Linked DNA regions of Zea mays: region 1 is linked to region 2. The links are chromatin contacts, called in public Hi-C maps. All regions are on one chromosome and are shown on one strand. The core of a region is the stretch at or near the end of the contact, and the rest is flanking DNA. Distances in the headings are between cores, read along the strand shown.

Evidence for each region. Hi-C and Micro-C count contacts between places; a contact is called where the count stands out from the background.
Region 1: a Hi-C map of ear shows a contact between it and region 2, with 1.9 times the contacts expected there. The contact joins the promoter of LOC103633692 here to the enhancer-like site in region 2. A contact is called at or near these places in 3 of 25 Hi-C or Micro-C datasets (ear, leaf and tassel).

What each region holds. Positions count from the first base shown.
Region 1 is chr7:7,194,745-7,198,074 of Zm-B73-REFERENCE-NAM-5.0, forward strand. It overlaps LOC103633692 (very-long-chain enoyl-CoA reductase), which reads left to right and starts at 1,577. Exons shown (of 2, transcript XM_008655400.4): 1 at 1,577-2,005; 2 at 2,124-2,847. The coding sequence starts at 1,652. The coding sequence ends at 2,600.
Region 2 is chr7:7,010,822-7,014,399 of Zm-B73-REFERENCE-NAM-5.0, forward strand. No RefSeq gene overlaps it. Among protein-coding and RNA genes, the nearest start is that of LOC100281302, 120 kb to the right of the region's middle. Within about 2 kb of position 1,555, at least 9 of the 20 cell types and tissues checked have an H3K27ac peak or open chromatin away from gene starts, as enhancers often do. A contact at or near this core is called in ear and tassel, where this site is marked.

The DNA of each region.
Region 1 (3,330 bases), core at 327-2,826, 180 kb after region 2:
AGGTTGTGATAAAAAATTGAGAATGTTTGGACAAAGTTGTGAGACACTATGTGTAGAAACCTAAGAGAACTACACATGAAATCATAGAGTTTCAATGTGGATCTCTTAGGTTTGTACACATAGCGCGTCATAGTTTTCTCGAAATTTTTTCAATTTTTTATCGCAGCCTGTACATATGATATCATGACACGTGGACAAGTTTCAAGATTTTCTGACTTTGTTTGTGTTTTATACCATTTTTAAACATGTGGATGACAAGTTCACGGCCATGTTTAGTGAGCATGTTGCTCGAAGTTTTTGGTCCGCTCCTGGAATCGGTCGTAACTTATGCTAAGTAACATGAATATCATTTTTTCATGCACGGTTTTCCAAGTTTCGAGTGACCTGCAGTTCAAATCTAAATTTTCCGAAGAAATTCAAATAAACGAACTAAATCTACTAACGATTGAAACTCTGTTAAAATTGTCCACAAATGATACATGTAGGTCTACATAGTGTAGGAACATACCACAAAAAGTTTGGGAGACAAAATAAAAGAAATAAAAATATACTTTGCCGAGTGTCTAGAGATGGCACTCGGCAAAGAGTTCTTTGCCGAGTGTCAACTGGGCGACACTCGGCAAAGAAGACTCTTTGCCGAGTGCCAACCATTGGCTCTCGGCAAAGACTGACGGCCGTCAGCTTTGGGACGGCCGCTGACGGCCCTTTGCCGAGAGCCCCCTTTGCCGAGTGTGGACCTGTACCGAGTGTCCTACGCTCGGTAAAGACGCTCGTTACCGAGAGTCGAGCTTTGCCGAGTGCGGCTCTCGGCAAAGCCGTCTTTGCCGAGTGTCCGATAAAAGGCACTCGGCAAAGCGTCCGGCACTCGGCAAAGGCTCGGATTCCGGTAGTGTTAGGCACGCCACACATATTGCAACCTGCTAAGCTTAGGCGTGGCGTCTTAGGCGTCAAACAAAATAGCTCCTGAACCTACAAATTGTGCCAAATGGTACCGCAAATGTCCTACACCTGTGTTCAATATTGGAGGACCAAATAAAAGAACTTCAAGCTAAGGATGAAGAGATACAACACATAAATAAGAGTAAAGTACTGAGAAATAAATTTTAAGGTTTAAGGTCGATGAACAAGCAATATTAATTGTGCTATGAAAATTGGATGTGTAATGTGGGAGATGAGAAGATCATGAAAAGTATCCAAGTGTGACTTATATGCATCAAACTAAGAGATGTTTGTAGCAGTCTAGTACTTGAAAAAAAAACTTTTATGAGACTCACTACAACAGTGTGACTTACAGACTTCTCTCCGTCAGCTAGTCAGCTACAGTAGAGCCATGGAAGATTCCTCTCTCGTGTACTATTGCCGTTCAAACATTCCTCTCTCATTCTCATGTGTTTCCACGTTCAGTACGTGTGTGTATATGTCATTGTCCGAGCTGGTCAGCTGCGAATGCGCATCTCGAGAAGTAGGCAAGTTAATGCACACTGTCAATCCACGTGTTAAGGACTGATCTACCGCTCCTAGTTTTTATTAATTTGTTCCTTGGACTTGTACGCTTCTTCCAGCTAGTTTCAGGCTTCTTCTGTTCTGTTTATATATTTGGAGATTGGAGTACTGGAGGCACGTACCGACCGGCCGGCCGGGCGACCCAGAGATGTGGCTCCCGTTCCTGTACCCGCCGCCGGCGTCGGTGTACGTGACGGTGATGTCCGTCGTGTCGCTCTTGTCCGCGGCGAACGCCGGCCTCTCCGAGCTCCGCGGCAACCACGTGTCCTACTCCAAGTTCTGGCACGTGGCCGCGGCGGCGGGCGGCGACGGCAGCAACAAGCAGCGCGCGCGGGCCGGTGGCGGCGCCGTCTTGACAGGCCGGGACGGGATGCTGGTGACCTACGCCCCGGCGTTCGCCGCCGCCGCGGCGTCCTTCGCCGTGCCGGGCGCCGTGGAAGGCGCGCGCGCGCGGCTGCTCAGCGCCGCGCTCACCGCCCACTTCCTCAAGCGGCTTCTCGAGGTCCCAACTTTTTTTTTCCCATAACCGTGGGAGCACAAGCACACAGGCACAGCTGAACGTCTGAAACTCCGTACGTCATGCATGCGTGCGTGCGTGTTTTTCTTTCCTTCTCTGGCAGGTGCTGTTCGTCCATCGGTACAGCGGGAGCATGCCGCTGGGCACGGCGGTCGGCGGCGCCGCCAACTACTTGGTCGCCACGGCCACCATGGTGTACGCGCAGCGCCTCAGCCGCAGCGTCCAGGACCCGCCCGTGGACCTGCGCGGCCCCGGCGTGGTGGTCTTCGCCGTCGGCCTCGCCGGCAACTTCTACCACCACTGCCTCCTCTCGAGGCTGAGGGCAGACGGCGGCGGCAGCAAGGGGTACAAGATCCCCAGGGGCGGGCTGTTCGGGCTCGTCGCCTGCCCGAACTACCTCTTCGAGATCGTCGGGCTCTTCGGGGTCGCCATGATCGCGCAGACGGTGTACGCGCTCGCCTACGCCACAGGAGCGGCGGCCTACCTCGCCGGCCGGAGCTGCGCCACCAGGAGGTGGTACCAGTCCAAGTTCGACGAGTTCCCAGCGAGGATCAAGGCGTTGGTGCCGTATGTGCTGTAGCCAACTCCCAGCTCTGGCTCTATGTTTGAATAAATATATAAGAAACAAGTAAGAGCCTCTTTGGCAGGGATTTGTAGCTTTTCTCTATGAAAAAAGCTACAACTATATCAAACACTTTTTTCAATGCACTATGCATTCTTTATCGAGTGTCACAAACACTCGGTAGAGGCTTTTTTTTATCCGGCAAAGTCTTTTGCGGAGTATTGCACTCGGCAAATATTTTATCCCTAAGTGATTTTTTACCAAATATTTTTTTTATATTTTTGCAAAGACTTCGCCGAGTATCAAAAAAACAATAGGTAAATTAAGAATCGCAAAAAAAACCCAAAAACAGTAAAACTTTTTTTAATTAGGGGAAACAACCCTCCAAACCATCACCATTGTCCTACCCATCGTCCTATCATTTTCACCATTTTTTTGAACTGAATTCACGTGTTTTGTGACCGGTGAGATTCTGTGACACCCTAAATTTGGGGTATAATTTTTTTTTCTAATATCCACCAAATTCAGGTGTTATCCTCTCCTTTCCTTGTTCCTCTTCTCTTTTTCCTAAATAATGGAGAGTTAATTTGTTGTATATTGGCATAAGCCAAGTGAAGTGAGCCCTAGAAGTGAGCTAAATTCACGTTGTTGCATTCATGCCATTGCATATTATTTCTAAGAGTAAAAGATGTTTGAAACATATATCCTGTAGAAGCTTTCGGTAAATTTTCATATTTTCGAAATATTT
Region 2 (3,578 bases), core at 305-2,804:
CGCCATCCATGAAAAGATCTTCGCCGCCGTAGACAGGGGGTACGTAGCGTACCGTACTCTTCCCGGCGGCCCGCTCATCAATCGGCGTGGGGATGGAGAATTGGAGATCCAGGATAGGGTTGGCTGACCCCTCCACCCTAGCTCTGGTCAAAGACTCCAAGTCAAAGAGTAATATAACCCCATTTGTTTTCAACACACACAGGAGAGCAGATCGGATCACCAACAACCCAGCCCAACGAGAGCAGCTAGCAGGCGCCTCAGGCTGGTTCCGACGCCAAGATGTAAGGTTGTCTTCACCATTTTACGTACCTATCCTGTATTCCATCTATCTTCTATTTCAAACTTTACTTCATAAACAGTATATTACATGACCATACACACGATCTAGTAGAGACAGTCTATCCACCAGTGACATGGTTAAGCCGGTGATTTTTATATCAACTGGTCATTCTATCCCTCATCACCCATGGCTCGCTTACATATTCTCGATGGGCTAGGTCGTTCTCTTTCCCACCAATCACGCGTGCATGTATCATTGTACACATTAAAGATGAACGTGGGGAAGCATACGGTGTGGACTCCTACGATTAGGGATGGCAACGGGAAATTTCCCGTCAAAGAATAGCTCTCCATACCTGTCCCCGCGACATAAAAATTTTCTCGTGGAGATCCCCACGAACGCTTGTAAGGGACATTTCTTTCCCATCATCATTCTCCACGGGGATAAATCCCGACGGGTATCTCCGTCCCCATTTAAATTATAATTAGGACATACATCATTTTATATTAATGCAAAATATTTTCACTTATACATATTGTTAGATGTAATAAATCATTATGTGCACATCAAAGTGAACACATTTGTACAATGATTGATATCTAAACAAGATAATTATTTATTTTTATCATTAACTAGTATACGAAAATATCAACACGTGCAGATTGAACCGGTCCCCGCGGGGAACGGGGCTTCCCCATCCCCGTCGGGGGAAGAATTTTTCCCGTTTACATCCCTGTGGGGAAACAAACTTCACCATTTTCGTCCCCTAATGGAGGAATTCCCGCGGGGAATCGGGCATCGGGACTCTATTACCATCTCTACCTACGACACAGTCGAGTCTTCCGTTACAGCACCAACCATGCACCACATGAAGCACCTACGAGCTTTACGGCCATCCTTTACCGTGATGAGGCCACAATACATGTTAATCCGGCCCAACGACCAACTCCAAAATAATTTAACAAATTAATTTAACAGAGCATATATGATATCTACACCAAAGTAATTAGATTTTATTTTTTGAATTTTGTAATTTTATTACAAATTATGTAATTTGTAATCGTTTTTATGAATTATATAATTTTATTTGCTTAGTTACGCGGAACCAGTCTCATACAAATTAAAATGCACCCTCGCTCGTCAGCGGGAACACAGTACCATGCATGCACGGGCGTAACGTAACGAAGCCGCCGCCGCCAAACGTGTTAGTGTTCATCTGCCAGCACTGCAGCAGATGGACCGCCGTACGTTCCTGCTGGCTGCTCCGCGCGGCAGGCAGGCAGCTTCGTCGGCGTCGTCCAGACGGAGGGGGCAGTAGTATTCTATATATCCGCCTCTCTATCACCTTTTCGTAACGGCAAAGCGCATTCAACACGCGTACTTTTCTTGACGGTTTGGTGTACGATTAGTCGATTAGTACTGATATACAACTTATATATATACAACTTGTCGCCTCAAACGCCTTCCAGGCTTCCAGTCCATTCGCCATTCCGAAGCTCGCGAGAAAATCTCTCTCATCGTCGTCACCCAATGATGCACCAGCAACACAACACCACCATATCGCCGCCGTCGTGGGCGGCGGCGGCGGCGGCGGCGGCGAGAGGCAAGAGAGGCGTCGTCAGCTTGCAGGGGCCGAGGCCGCTGCCGCTGATCCTGCCTCCGGGCACCACCACCACCACGTCGTCGTCGTCGTCTTCAACGCCCCGGCCGGCCAAGAGACCCCGCCGCGTCGTCAACAGCGGCGGCGGCGACGTCAGCAGGGCACCGCAGCAGTCGTCGGCCGCGGCGCCGGGGCCCGTGATCCTGTACGAGCACACGCCCAAGGTCATCCACGCGCGCGCCGACGAGTTCAAGGCCCTCGTGCAGAGCCTGACCGGCCGCGGCGGCGGTCAGGAGGCCGTGCCTCGGCCGCCAGCGTCGTCGCAGCAGACGGCTGCTGGTGACCTCCTGGTGCTCACGCTCGGGCACCACCAGCATGTTCCGCCGCCGCCGCCGCTGCCTTCGCCAGGCGGTGCTGCTGGTTTCCTTCTCTCCCCCGGCAGCTTCCTCTTCTCGCCCGCCACCATGCAGGCCATACAGGAGCTCATCAGCTGAGTGACTGAGTCCATGCTTTGCCTTCATCTCTGCTCTCGAGTGGAAATCCAGCTGCAAGCCTAGCTTGGTTGCCAACAAAGAGAGACTGCATGCCAACTATCTGATGTATAACTCGTCATTTCATTCATTTATTCATTATCTAAAAATAAAAGTACTAGTAAATACAGAACGACGTCGTTTATTTACCGAGTGTCGGGTCGATACTTGATTAAGTCTTTACCGAATGACTGACAAATAGCACTTAACAAAGATCATTTACCAATGATTTTTTTAGCAAGGGTTCTTTATCGATTGCAACGCTCGACAAAGCGTTTATCGACTGTTTAAGGGCCTTTGTCGAGTGCCTTGGACACTCAGCAAAGAAGACGAGCGAGTCCAGTAGAGACACTTTGTTTTCCGTCACCAAATTATCGACGTCACTAATTTTCTTTTGAGATCGCATAGTACAACAGACGCTCATAACAATCAATCTTATGAACGTACACACAAAAACCCTAACCATATGAGCACCGACCTTCGAAGACCAGACAGGTAGGGATGAAAACGAACAATAATGGTCACGAAAACTCTCCAAACACTTTCAAAGCATATTTTTATTCAAAATTGTAAAAGGTAACAATATCATCGGTTGAGAAAACGAAACGGGAGGGTGTAAAGATATGACGGTAAATTTTACAATCGATCGGGAACACATCGGCAACAGTCAGGAACCAGTAATTAAAATCGGCAATACCGATGCATATAACCACTCCAAACATTCAACTTAACATAGCAAATACACCATGACCTTACAGTAATATGATATATTATATATAAGCATTTAAAGTTTCAACATGCATGGCAATTCACTGTTTTATGATGCCATGACTATATGACATATGACGTACGCTGGTCGTTGTAGCCAAACCCCCTAACCAACAACAGTAGCACAATCCAACAAATAAATTCATAAGTTGAAACATTACACTCAAAAATAAATTCCTAACTAACGCAACATAGCAGGAGGGGACAATAGTTCATAAGTTCACACATAATAACCATAAATATGTCTCGACTCTAATCACACACACATTCAAATAGGACACACATTCAAATAGGATATAGGAAATAAATAATTTTTTCCCCAAAAGTCTACAAGTGCAACAACCAACAATTCACAAAAGTACAAATCATTTGCATGAGGCCTCGGTATTGTTGTGGTTGG